Regions from separate parts of the Sus scrofa genome. Here region 2 is linked to region 1. A link is a contact called in public Hi-C data. All regions are on one chromosome and are shown on one strand. Each heading gives the region's core, a stretch centred on a gene start, on an enhancer-like site or on the middle of the called end of the contact. The rest is flanking DNA. Distances are from core to core; before and after follow the strand shown. Region 1 holds the start of MSRA (mitochondrial peptide methionine sulfoxide reductase). Region 2 overlaps MSRA (mitochondrial peptide methionine sulfoxide reductase).

Region 1 (5,559 bases), core at 1,161-3,660:
TATGAATCCAGGTTTGTAAAGAGCATTCTCTTTCAAGATCAGTAAAGTTTAGATAGTGGCGTTATACAGTTTAGATACAGATATTTATACAGATATATTTATTAATCAGTGGTTAACGAATCCAAGTAGGAACCTAATCTGGATTTTTTTTTTTTTTTTTTTGGAAACTCACTCTGAATTTGAGTCAAAAATAAAATAAGCTTTTTAAAGTTGTGGATGAGTTGGAGGTCAAGTGATAGGGGACACAGGAACTGCTGATGTAGGTGAATGAGAAACATGACACACAATGTCAGTTTTCAAACTGTCTCAAATCCAAAAACCTCTTCCTTTTCCATTCTCACACTGAGTATTATCTATGATATGCAGACCCTCACAACAACCTCCTCCTACACACATACACTCAACAATTCTTTAAGGAAAAGAAAAATGGAAGAATTCATAGGAAATTTTTAACTTCAGAATTTATCTTGGCATTGAGACATCTGTAAAAGATTAATCACCACTACATCTTCCAACCACTCTAAAGCAGTGGTTTACTAACTACCCAGGGCATTAGTACAACAAGAAAGGTTTATTTAAAACATATTGTTGGGGCGTTCTCTTGTGGCTCAGCAGGTTAAGGATCCGTCATTGTTGCTGTGGCTCAAGTCAAAGGTGTGGCATGGGTTCAGTCCCTGGCCTCAAAAATTCTGGGCCAAAATAGAAAAATAATAATAATGAGTAAAACTTATTGTTGGGACCACACTTTGTGAAAACCACTGCACCATGACAATCCTACACAAAGTATGGTCCTCAGGTTGGTGGACACATGCTGTCTGTGACCTTCTACAGGGCTGAGCCAGAAACTTAGTTCTGTTAAACTTTTACAGTAGTTGAACATTACTGGGCATATAAACATGTGATCGTTTTTCTAACATTTCATTTTTATTATAGTTTATATATTATAATTTCTATATTTTCCAAAAGTATTGGGATGACATTTGGAAAATTATTTGGAAGTTTGGGAAGCACAGCTCTTCTGCATGACTGACACACACACAGAGGCACACAGCTCTTCTGCATGACTCTCACACACACACACACACAAACACACACACACACACACACACACACGCAGACCCCGGAGCACAGGGCCAAGGGCAGCTCCTGCCCACTGGGGGAAACAGGGCAGTCCTGGAGGATAATGGCAACCTGAGGGTGTTTCCTGCAACCCGAACACTAGAGTGAGATACAATTTCAAAACTGCAGTTTTCATCGTTCCATTGCTTCCAGGGACAACACAACACCGCATCACTGGTGTAAGTGGCCCTCATTCCAGCGGCTGATGCAAAAAAGAAAAGAGACTCACACCGGTGAGAAACGGCAGAAATCGGGTCAGCACTTTCCCCGCCCAAAGTCTGCGGCCTAGGTGAGTTATACCAACAAACTGGATTCCGTCAGTGGTCTGTGCTCTTTTAGGTGGAGGTGACAAACTAAACAAAGAGGATCGACCCCGCGCCCCTCCCCGGCCGGCGCCCTTCGCGCCTGCGCAGACCCACACCCCCACACCCCTCCACACACCCCCCTCTGCTGACCTTCCAGAGGCCGGCCCAGGACTCCCTTACGGCGGGCCTGGTGCGCGTGCGCGGCGGCGGCGACGACTGCGCCCTCGGTGCTTGCCCGCTTCCTTACCCTCTACGGCCATCGGCTCCTTCCGGCCTGGCAAGGCCTCCTGGGGGCGGACAATCCGGGAAGCGGAGTCACCCATTCTCCGGATAGGAAAGACACTGTGGAAGAGCTGGTTGGCCCTCCTGATGGCCAAGAACATGGGCGGGCGGATGACCGAGGGGCTCCCGGGCGGGTTGGCGCGGTCAGGTCCCTAGGCGCCGCTGCGGAGTCTGGCTGCTGGCGCAGGACGTGCGGCGGGAGGGCTCAGGTCAGCGGGGAACCAGCGCCGCGGGTCAGGCAGCTGCCGGTCAATCACGGTTGCAGTCTCAACCGCGGGCTGGGCGTGCCAGGACAGGGGACGTTTTATCGCCCTGAGCGGCCGCCCGGGGCTGAGAGACACGAGCAAGTTTTCGTTAACTCCTCTCAGTACAAAGTTCCTGAGCAGAGCACAGAAGTTGCAATTGCGGCACAAAGTACGTGAGGCGGCAAGGGCCAAAAAAATAGTGCCGGCTTTTGACTTTAAAGTTCAGCCCGGTTTCACAACCTCCCTAGCAATTGCTCACGAAGTCCGGTAACATGTACCACGACCTCCCTTATGAGCTAGAATGTATGTCTGTTTCCATGGGAACCATTATGATAATAAATTCTCAAAAAGATGAGTATTTATCCAAAATGAAAATTAAGCACAATTTTCAAAAAGCTCAGAGTACGGAAGATAATTAAATATAATATTATATATGTATATATATGCACATATAAATAATACACTGATAAACCCATTCTGGGGGTGAGGGGAATAGAGGAGCAAGGCACTGATACCCCATTAACGTAGTTTAGGTGAACTTTTTGATGCTGTCGGATCATTTTTGGTTCTCAAATCGTAGGAGATAACATTTGTCCCTGTGACAAATTTTCAACCCCAAAAAATAAGGTGGGTGGTGGCAGATGGGTGACTTGAGAGTTCCATATGTGAAATTTTGGTTTTACACGAATGTTCTGCCAAAATGGGCGGATAGTCTCATGAAGGAAGGAACTTCAGATTAGCACCCACAGAAATGAGAAGGCTTGGACCCAGCCTCCCCCGTGGATTCAGTTACTGCTCTGTTTTCATGTGGTATGGACTGTTAACCTGAAGAGGACGGGAGGATTAGCCCTACTATATCTAGAATATGGCAGATGTGTAACATTAAAATTGGGAGTTCCCGTTGTGGTTCAGCGGGTTACAAGCCTGGTTAGTATCCAAGAAGATGCGGCTTAAAGATCCGGCCTTGCCGTGAGCTATGGCGCCTAGGTCGCAGACACAGCTGGGATCTGGCGTTCCTGTGGCTGTGGCAAAAGCCAGTACTTCTATATGCTGCAGGCACGGCCTTAAAAAGCGAAAAAGAAAAGAAAATGTAAAGTGTTTGTTTTGTAATGTAGATTCTAGCTGGGCAGCGTGCCTCAGTTTTTATTTCTGCTTTGGTTTTGCTCTGAGATTATACGAAGAAGGTTCCACAGGCCTTTCCTGAAAGCACTACCTTGTATGTAGGGGGTGTCCCTTCTAGATGATAAGATCATTCTTCTATCAAAGGAAGTTTTTTTTTTTTTCCTTTTCTTTTTTCTTTTTCATTTCTGTCTTTTAATACATACTTACTTGCCTTTTCTATTCTGTGGTTCATTTATGAAATTAAGAACTAAAGAATTTTTTGGAGTCCTTGTATGGCACGGAGGATTAAGGGTCTGCCATTGTCAATGCAGTGGCTGGGGTCACTGCTGTGGTGCAGATTCAATCCCTGGTCACCCAGGCAGCCAAAAATAAAAAAGAACTGAAGAATTTTTCATGTCAAGGAGAGATATTTATATAATGTTAAGTGAGAAAGCACACAAAGCTACAGTGTGTGTGTGTAGTATGCACAATACATATAAAATGCATACACCTCCCCTTGCACACCCACGGAGAAAAGGCTGGAAAAAATTGAAACAGTGTTGGCAGTTTTGCTGTTTTCAGGTTCATGGTTGACTGGTTTTCACTTTCTTTAAACTTCTGATTTAAAATGTTATACATTGCTACAGTGTTCTCAAGTGTTCCAATGGCTGTGTTACTTTTATTATTATTTAAAAAATAAACATTTTAGAAGAAAAAAAAACTTTTTTTTTCATAAAACAGGTGTTTCTTATCTCCTTTACCAGAATAGTTGAGAGAAAAGTTACACTGAGGTTGGTTGGTTGGTTGGTTGATTTGTTGAGGAAAGAATTAATATTCCTGTTTCAATGATGCCATTTTCACCACGAGAGTTTCCTTTTCTTTGGACTCCTAATCCCTTCTGAGCTCCTCCACACTGAGAGAGTCTTTTTTTTTTTTTTTTGTCCATATTCCCCACTGGGCACACACTGCTTTGATGTGTTATTTTTGTGATTATGCTCTGCTTTTCCAACAAATTCTAACAATGTATGCTCTTTAGGATGCAGTCTAAGCATCCTCTTTGATATAACAAAGACCCAAAATACAGCAGTTTAGACAAAATAGAAGTTTATTTCTTCTTATGTAACAATCTAGAAATAGGTAGTTCAGCTCAGAGTAGGACCTTTCTTCTGTAACAGCTCACACTGAATTGGCTCAAATTAAGTGTTCAGTGATTATGTATTTGGTTTAATTGGGTCAAAACCTTGACTTAGAATAGCAAAAGTTTCTTTTCCATGTGTTCAAGAATGGCTTTGCCAGAGTTTCCTTATGGCTCAGCAGGTTAAGGACCTGGCATTGTCACTGCTGTGGTCACCGTCATTGCTGTGGTGCAGGTTCAGTCCCTGGCCTGGGAACTTCCACATGCCCCAGGTTAGGGGTGCGGGGAAGAATGGCTCTACCTTGCCCCTTGGAGGAAAGAATACTTAATGCTCTATTCCAAAAGTAGCTTTTGTTGGAATACAGATTAGGTTGCTGTATCCCAAAGATACTGCATGTGAAACGAGATAGTTTGGGGGGTTTTTTCCTCTCATATGCTAAGAGGTAGGTGGTCTAGGACCCAGAGGGCAGCACTGTCCTCATACATAACTGCTATCCCAGAACCTGCCATCACATCTGTATCTTAGCCTAGCAGAAAGGAAAGGGGTGCACATGTCAGTACTCCTAGGAGTGGGTCCCAGAGGTAGCATACGTCATTTCTATTCATTCCATTGACCTGATAGAGACACGGCCACATCCGACTGTCAGGAAGGTGGGAGATGTTCTCTAACTAGGCAACTGTGGATCCAGCTAACACTTGACAGTTCAAATAATAAAGGAAGAAGATAAGGATGTACTTTGGTGGACAATTCTATTATAGTCCACTAGTCTGGCTACCCAAATTTGCCTGTCTGTCTGTCTATCTATCTATCTGTCTATCTATCTATACACTTCCTTCTTCTAACATATAGAACACACCCTATTTTAAAAGGCAAGAAGCCAGAGTCCCAAGCAGTACTGCATCCAGTTTAAAGTCCACAATCTGAAGATGATGTGTGGTCCTTTACAAGTCTAGCTATAACTCCTCATGATCCAGTGATCTATAAACTTAAAAATGAGATGACTGTTCTCTTCTCCCACTTCGTTCCCCACATACCTAGTATACAGTGATGAAGTAGGAATAGGAAAATCAATTTGGAAAAAAAAAAAAAAAAGGTGGCGGGAAGAATAGTCCACAGTCTAATCAAATGTTGCAAAAGGGAAATTTCAAAGATTGCCCCGATGGTGGAGTAAATTCTTGGTTGGGCTTCAGTTGTGCTTACTAGAAGGAACACCTTGTTTCTTGCACCTGCAGGTACTGGCTTTACCCGCTCGGAGGTTCTTAGCCATGATTCTCCATAATTATATCTGAAGGGTATATTGAAGAGTATAAACTCCTGGGAAGCTGCACATCTTTTTATGTCCAGTTTCTTACTGGTGCACTTTTGAGGGAC
Region 2 (5,559 bases), core at 1,478-3,977, 360 kb before region 1:
GCTGTTCTACTTTCCTTTTTTTTTTTTTTTGATATACATAGCATTTATCATTTTGAGCATTTTAAAATGTGCAATGCAATACCTTAAGTATACATTGTACTTAACATGTTATCTTAAGTACATTCACATTGTTGTTTAACCATCACCTCTAGCCATTTCCATGACCTTTTCATCTTCCCAAGCAGAAACTCTGTACCCTTAAACAACAGCTCCCCATTTCCCCTGATAACCTCTGTTACACTTTCTGTCTCCATTAATTTGTCTATTTTGGCTCAGAGAAGTGGAATCATGCACTGCATTATTTCATTTAACACAATGTCTAGTTTATTTCACTCAGCATAATGTTTTCAAGGTTCATCCATATTGTAGCACGTGTTAGAATTTCACTCCTTTTTAAGGCAAAGTAATATTCCATTGTGTGTGAGAATGTGTGTGTATCATATTTTGTTTATTGATCTATTGATGGAAACGAGTTGTTTCCACTTTTTGGTTGTTTATGAATAATGCTGCTATGAACCTGTGTGCTCAAACATCTGTCTGAGTCACTGCTTTCATTCTTTTGGGCATATATTTAGGAGTGGAATTTCTGGATCATATGGTACATTTAACATAGTGTTGGGGGTATAGTGGTGAGCATAGCTGCCTTCCATGTGGTACATTTAACTTTTTGAGGAACTACCAAACTGTTTTCTGAAGTGGCTGCACCATTTTGCATTTCTAGCAGCAATGAATGAGGGTTCCAATTTCTCCACACCTTCATCAATAAATGCTATTTTCTGATTTTTTGATAATATTCATCCTGATGGGTGTGAAGTGGTTTCTGGCTTTGGTTTTCATGTGCATTTCCCTAATGGCTAATGAAGTTGAACATTCTTTCATATGCTTATTGGCCATTTGTATATCTTCTTGGGAGAAATGTCTATCCAAGTTCTTTGCCCATTTTTTAATTGAGTTGTTTTATTGTTGTAGAAATTGAAAATATATATATTTGGATATTAATCCCTTACAAGATATACAATGCAGATAGGCTTTCCCATTCTGTAGGCTGTCTTTTCACTTTCTTGCTTGTGTTTTTTGGTGAACAAAAGTTTTAAATTTTGATGAATTCCAATTTATTTATTTTTCTTTTGTTGCCTGTGCTTTTGTTGCTATAGCCAAGAAATCATTACCAAATCCAATGCAGATCTGCATTAAATCACTGCAGATTCAATGAAGATTTTCCTCTCTGTTTTCTTCTAAGAGTTTTATAGTTTTAGCTCTGAAAGTCAGGCCTTTGATTCATTTTGAGTTAATTTTTATGTACAGTGAAAGGGAACATCATCCTTTTGTCCTTGCATTCAGTCAAAACCCAGTTTTCCCAGCCCCATTTGCTGAAAAGAATGTCCTTTCCCCATTGAATGGTCTTGACACTCTTGTCAAAAATCAATTGACCATGTATGTGAGGGTTCAGCCCTCCTCTTTAATACTGTCCCTTCCCATTTTCTTTCTGCCACCACATGTGTAACGTGGCTCCCCTGAAAGGTTGACAACCGCCCATCCCCTCCGTTTTCCAACCAGATCATTAATGCCTCTGGCGACAGCCCCCAAAGCAGGTGCACCACTGAGTCAGCACAGACCAACATAATTCCCTCTGTTCTCCCACATCTGTTCCCACTCCGTTTTTCCTGTCTCAGGTCCAGTGCCAGCCTCACAGGGAAAATTGTAATGTTAGCTCTCTCCAGCCTTCATTCACTCATTGTTTATAACCCACCACCCCCAGACTGGATAGGTAGTAAGTCCTCTTAATCTTATTTCTGATTTTTTCCCCCTTAAATCTATCTCTTCCATTCTTTCCACCACTGTCTTACTCCAGGCTCTCTTTCTTTTTTCTCCTGTAACCCATCTCCCGATCCCCACTTCCACCCAGGTCCAGCCTAGCCCCCACACTTCCTCCAGGGTGATCAAGTAACAACCTGGCTGACTTGGTCTCTGCTGCTTAGGGGTTCCTCAAAGATGCCCCATTTCTGGAAAGGCAGCACAGCACTCCTCCACCCTAACACACCCTCACACACACACACACACACACACACACACACACACACACACACCCACCCGCATCAGATGCACTGGAAATGCTGTTGGTCCCTAAATATCCTGTTCTAATCCTCATGCTTTTGATTGTTCCTTTCCTCCTGTCACAAGAGTCCTTGCTCCCTTTGTCCACTTTATTGTTCCAAAGCATCTCAAATATCGCCTCCTTTGTGAGAAGTTCCCCCGAGACCAAGTGAGGCAGAACTTCATTCATGTGTGTTGCACGTCCCTTGTGGTTTTTTAGCTACAACAATGTGGGGAATAATCCACGCTCCTTCCACCACCATCGCCAACTCCACAACAATTTACTGCAGGCTTGTCCTGTTCCAACACTGCAGGGTCACCTGTAGACCACTTCGCTTGGTAATGCCATCCTCGTTTGCCCTCCTGTCCATTTCTCCCCGGGACAGTGAGGGACTGTCCTCTGTTCACCTTTGCAGCTGGCACCCAGCAGGTGCTAACACTTATCGGCTAAATAAAGGCATGACTTCAAGTGCCTGCTTTAAAGTTCCGCAGCCCTTGGAAAATTCCACCGCTTGGGCAGCTGCTCACGTCCTCTGTGCAAATAGGCAGTTTATCAATCCCAGGGTTGGCAGCAGATCTGCTGAGCCGAACCCAGTCCTCGGGCCTTCTCCCAGAGCCGTCCCTCCACGCGGCTGAAGCCACATCCGGCTCTCTCGACAGGGGCTTCTGCCAGGGAACGGGGACAGGCTCCAGGCAGCCCCACCATTTCCAACGCTATTTGAAAAGCAAATTCAGAAGCAATGGTGGTATTTTCCCCCTTAAGAACAAGATGACTCCTTTGATATAATAAGGTTAAAAAAGAAAGGAAAAACCTCATCCTGCTTTTCCTTTCAGCTGAATTGGAGAAAAAAAAAAAAAATCCCTAAATCTCCCAGTTCCAGCTGGCAGACCGCTGGACGCTCGGCTTCCGAGAAGAAGGGGAGCGGAAAGATCAGCCCTCAGCAGCTGAGAACTTATTTTTGGCTGAACAGCTGGTGGAGGACTTGCTGGCAGCAGGCAACGTCTCCCTGCACCATGCGCAGAGGCACCAGCGCCTTCCCGGCAAAACCCTGTCTGGGCCCGGGCACCTGGCTCGCTCCTTCACTGTCAAGTTGGACCCTCTCAGGGAGGAGGCAACCCCGGTGACCAAGGGACCCTTCTGGGAGAAAAGGGGGCTCGGCCCCCAACAAGAAGGCTCAGGAGGAACTTCACTGCTGGCCTCAAAGGAAGCCCTCTTTTGGAAAAGGGAGAATACCAGCTCTGTCCTGCTCTAAATCTGAGACCAGCACCAGCAGGTGGGATCCCAGAAAGGCTGGATGTAGCCACTTCGTCACCAAGAAAACCAACCCTCAGACAGAGGTCTCTGCTGGTGGAATGGAGGCCCCAGAACCATTCGAATAGAGGCTGGCCATTTGCCAGACATTTTATAAGAGGGGTCTCTGGACGGAATGAAAGGAATTTAGCTTCCTAAAGCTAGGAAGGCCAGTGGAGTCCCGTTAGGAGTTGAGGACAATTATCACCATGGACAGGCAACTGGACAGGGGATCCCAACATTTTAATAGACTCCACAGTGGATTTCTACACAAAATTACAAATTTGTTGATTTTCTCTGATTAAATCCCCAGAGTAATAGCCAATCATCTTTCCTTTATGCTGCATCCACACTACTTTTTGTAACATGAATGTTACAGCCTGAGTTCAAGGCTTCCCACATCAACGAGAGAGAACAGAGGAGTTCTGTGCACTTCTCTTCACCAAGCTGCCATAGGGGCTCACTTCTTTACCTCTGCTTTTGTCATTTTTTGGTAACTTAGAACAACAGGAATAAAAAGTCCTAAAGAGGAGTTCCTGTCGTGGCGCAGTGGAAATGAATCCAACTAGGAACCATGAGGTTGCGGGTTTGATCCCTGGCCTCACTCAGTGGGTTAAGGATCCAGTGTTGCTGTGAGCTGTAGTGTAGGTTGCAGACACGGCTCAGATCCCGAGTTGCTGTAGCTGTGGTGTAGGCTAGCGGATACAGCTCCGATTAGACCCCTAGCCTGGGAACCTCCATATGCCGTGAGTGCAGCCCTAAAAGGACAAAAGACAAAAAAGGAAAGTCCTAAAGACTATTATGAGAAAACAAAATGCTCTTCAAAGAAAGCTTTGGTATTTATATTTCAATCCAGCTATCAAGTATTTCAAAAACATCTTTGTGTTCAAGGTTGAATAACGGAAATCTAAAGCAAGAGAACATGAAGTCGGTAGAAGAAAAAAATAATTTTCACTAGCAGAGAGGTCTCCAATTCAAACTCAGAGTTCACCTGTTATGTGCCTGGCCCTATCTGAGTTACCGTCATGGATGGAGACATGGGAACAATGGGGCCCTGCCCTCCAGGCACATGGCACACACACTCCATGGGGGCTCACCCCAGGGCTCCCCCAACCTGGGCTGTTCTCACCTCTGCCCACACCCCACACCCAGCCCCAGGGACTCTCTGCAGGTCAAAGGTTTGTCCTCTGGCTCCTTTACATTTGTTAACTCCCACAAAGTACCAGCGTCACTGTTAAGGCCTTGGAGGAGTAGGACTCAAAGGGAAGTAGCTTCTAAAAATGTATCCATTTGCAACAACAACAACAAAAAAATGGAGTTCCCATCGTGGCTCAGTGGCAAAGAATCCGACTAGGAACCGTGAGGTTACAGGTTCGATCCCCGGCCTTGCTCAGTGGCTCAAGGATCCGGCATTGCCATGAGCGGTGGTATAGGTTGCAGATGCGGCTTGGATCCGGTGTTGCTGTGGCTGTGGTGTAGGCCAATGGCTACATCTCTGATTAGACCCCTAGCCTGAGAACCTCCATATGCTGTGGGTTCATCCCTAAAAAAAAGACAAAAAGACAAAAAAAAAAAAAAAAAAAAAAAACTGTGTTCATTTGTTTGTTTATACTTTATTCCCCAGGCAGTAGAGGTGGCTGAGAAAAATAAAACAGGACCAGAGAAAACAGACATTCTAAGGGATGGTCAAGCCAGGAGACAAGGGTAGAACATTCACATGCATGTCCCAGTGTCCTATGTAGTTGGGAAAGTGGGACCACAAATTTGACTCCATGGATTAACAGGACACAGTCTCCAAGTGCTGGGAATGGAGGGCAACCCTTATACCAATTTTAGAAGCACAAAAGCATAGAAGCTGACACACAGCAGATGCTCGAAGCCTTCACTGGATGCCCACTGGGCGCATCAGAACACAAGGTCAGGTCTCAGAGCACACCCAGCTGAATAACCGCGAGGGTAAGGGAAGGCTTTGCCCAAGAAGTCTTCCCTGTTGGGCTACTTCGATGGGGATACTGCCCAAAGCTGCCAAGCCAGGCATCACTGCTGCCAGGGCACTAGAACAGAAGCGGTACTATAAAGAAAAAAGGCCACACAATTCCTCAAGCAATGGTGACCCCACTAAACAGGGAATGCTGGCATCATAGGTGCTGAAACCTCAGGTTCAGAGCCAGACC

Evidence for each region. Hi-C and Micro-C count contacts between places; a contact is called where the count stands out from the background.
Region 2: a Hi-C map of skeletal muscle shows a contact between it and region 1, with 7 times the contacts expected there. The contact joins the enhancer-like site here to the promoter of MSRA in region 1. A contact is called at or near these places in 1 of 5 promoter capture datasets (skeletal muscle), 3 of 47 Hi-C or Micro-C datasets (heart right ventricle and skeletal muscle) and 1 of 2 datasets of contacts at active chromatin or transcription factors (skeletal muscle).

The regions. Positions count from the first base shown.
Region 1 is chr14:13,331,969-13,337,527 of Sscrofa11.1, reverse strand. MSRA (mitochondrial peptide methionine sulfoxide reductase) reads right to left here and starts at 2,410. Exons shown (of 8, transcript XM_021072631.1): 1 at 1,672-2,410. The coding sequence starts at 1,807. It overlaps LOC106505903 (a long non-coding RNA gene), which reads left to right and starts at 493. Exons shown (of 3, transcript XR_002338415.1): 1 at 493-1,408.
Region 2 is chr14:13,693,344-13,698,902 of Sscrofa11.1, reverse strand. All of the region lies in intron 7 of MSRA (mitochondrial peptide methionine sulfoxide reductase), which reads right to left. Among named protein-coding and RNA genes, the nearest start is that of PRSS55, 71 kb to the left of the region's middle. Within about 2 kb of position 2,727, at least 14 of the 83 cell types and tissues checked have an H3K27ac peak or open chromatin away from gene starts, as enhancers often do. A contact at or near this core is called in skeletal muscle, where this site is marked.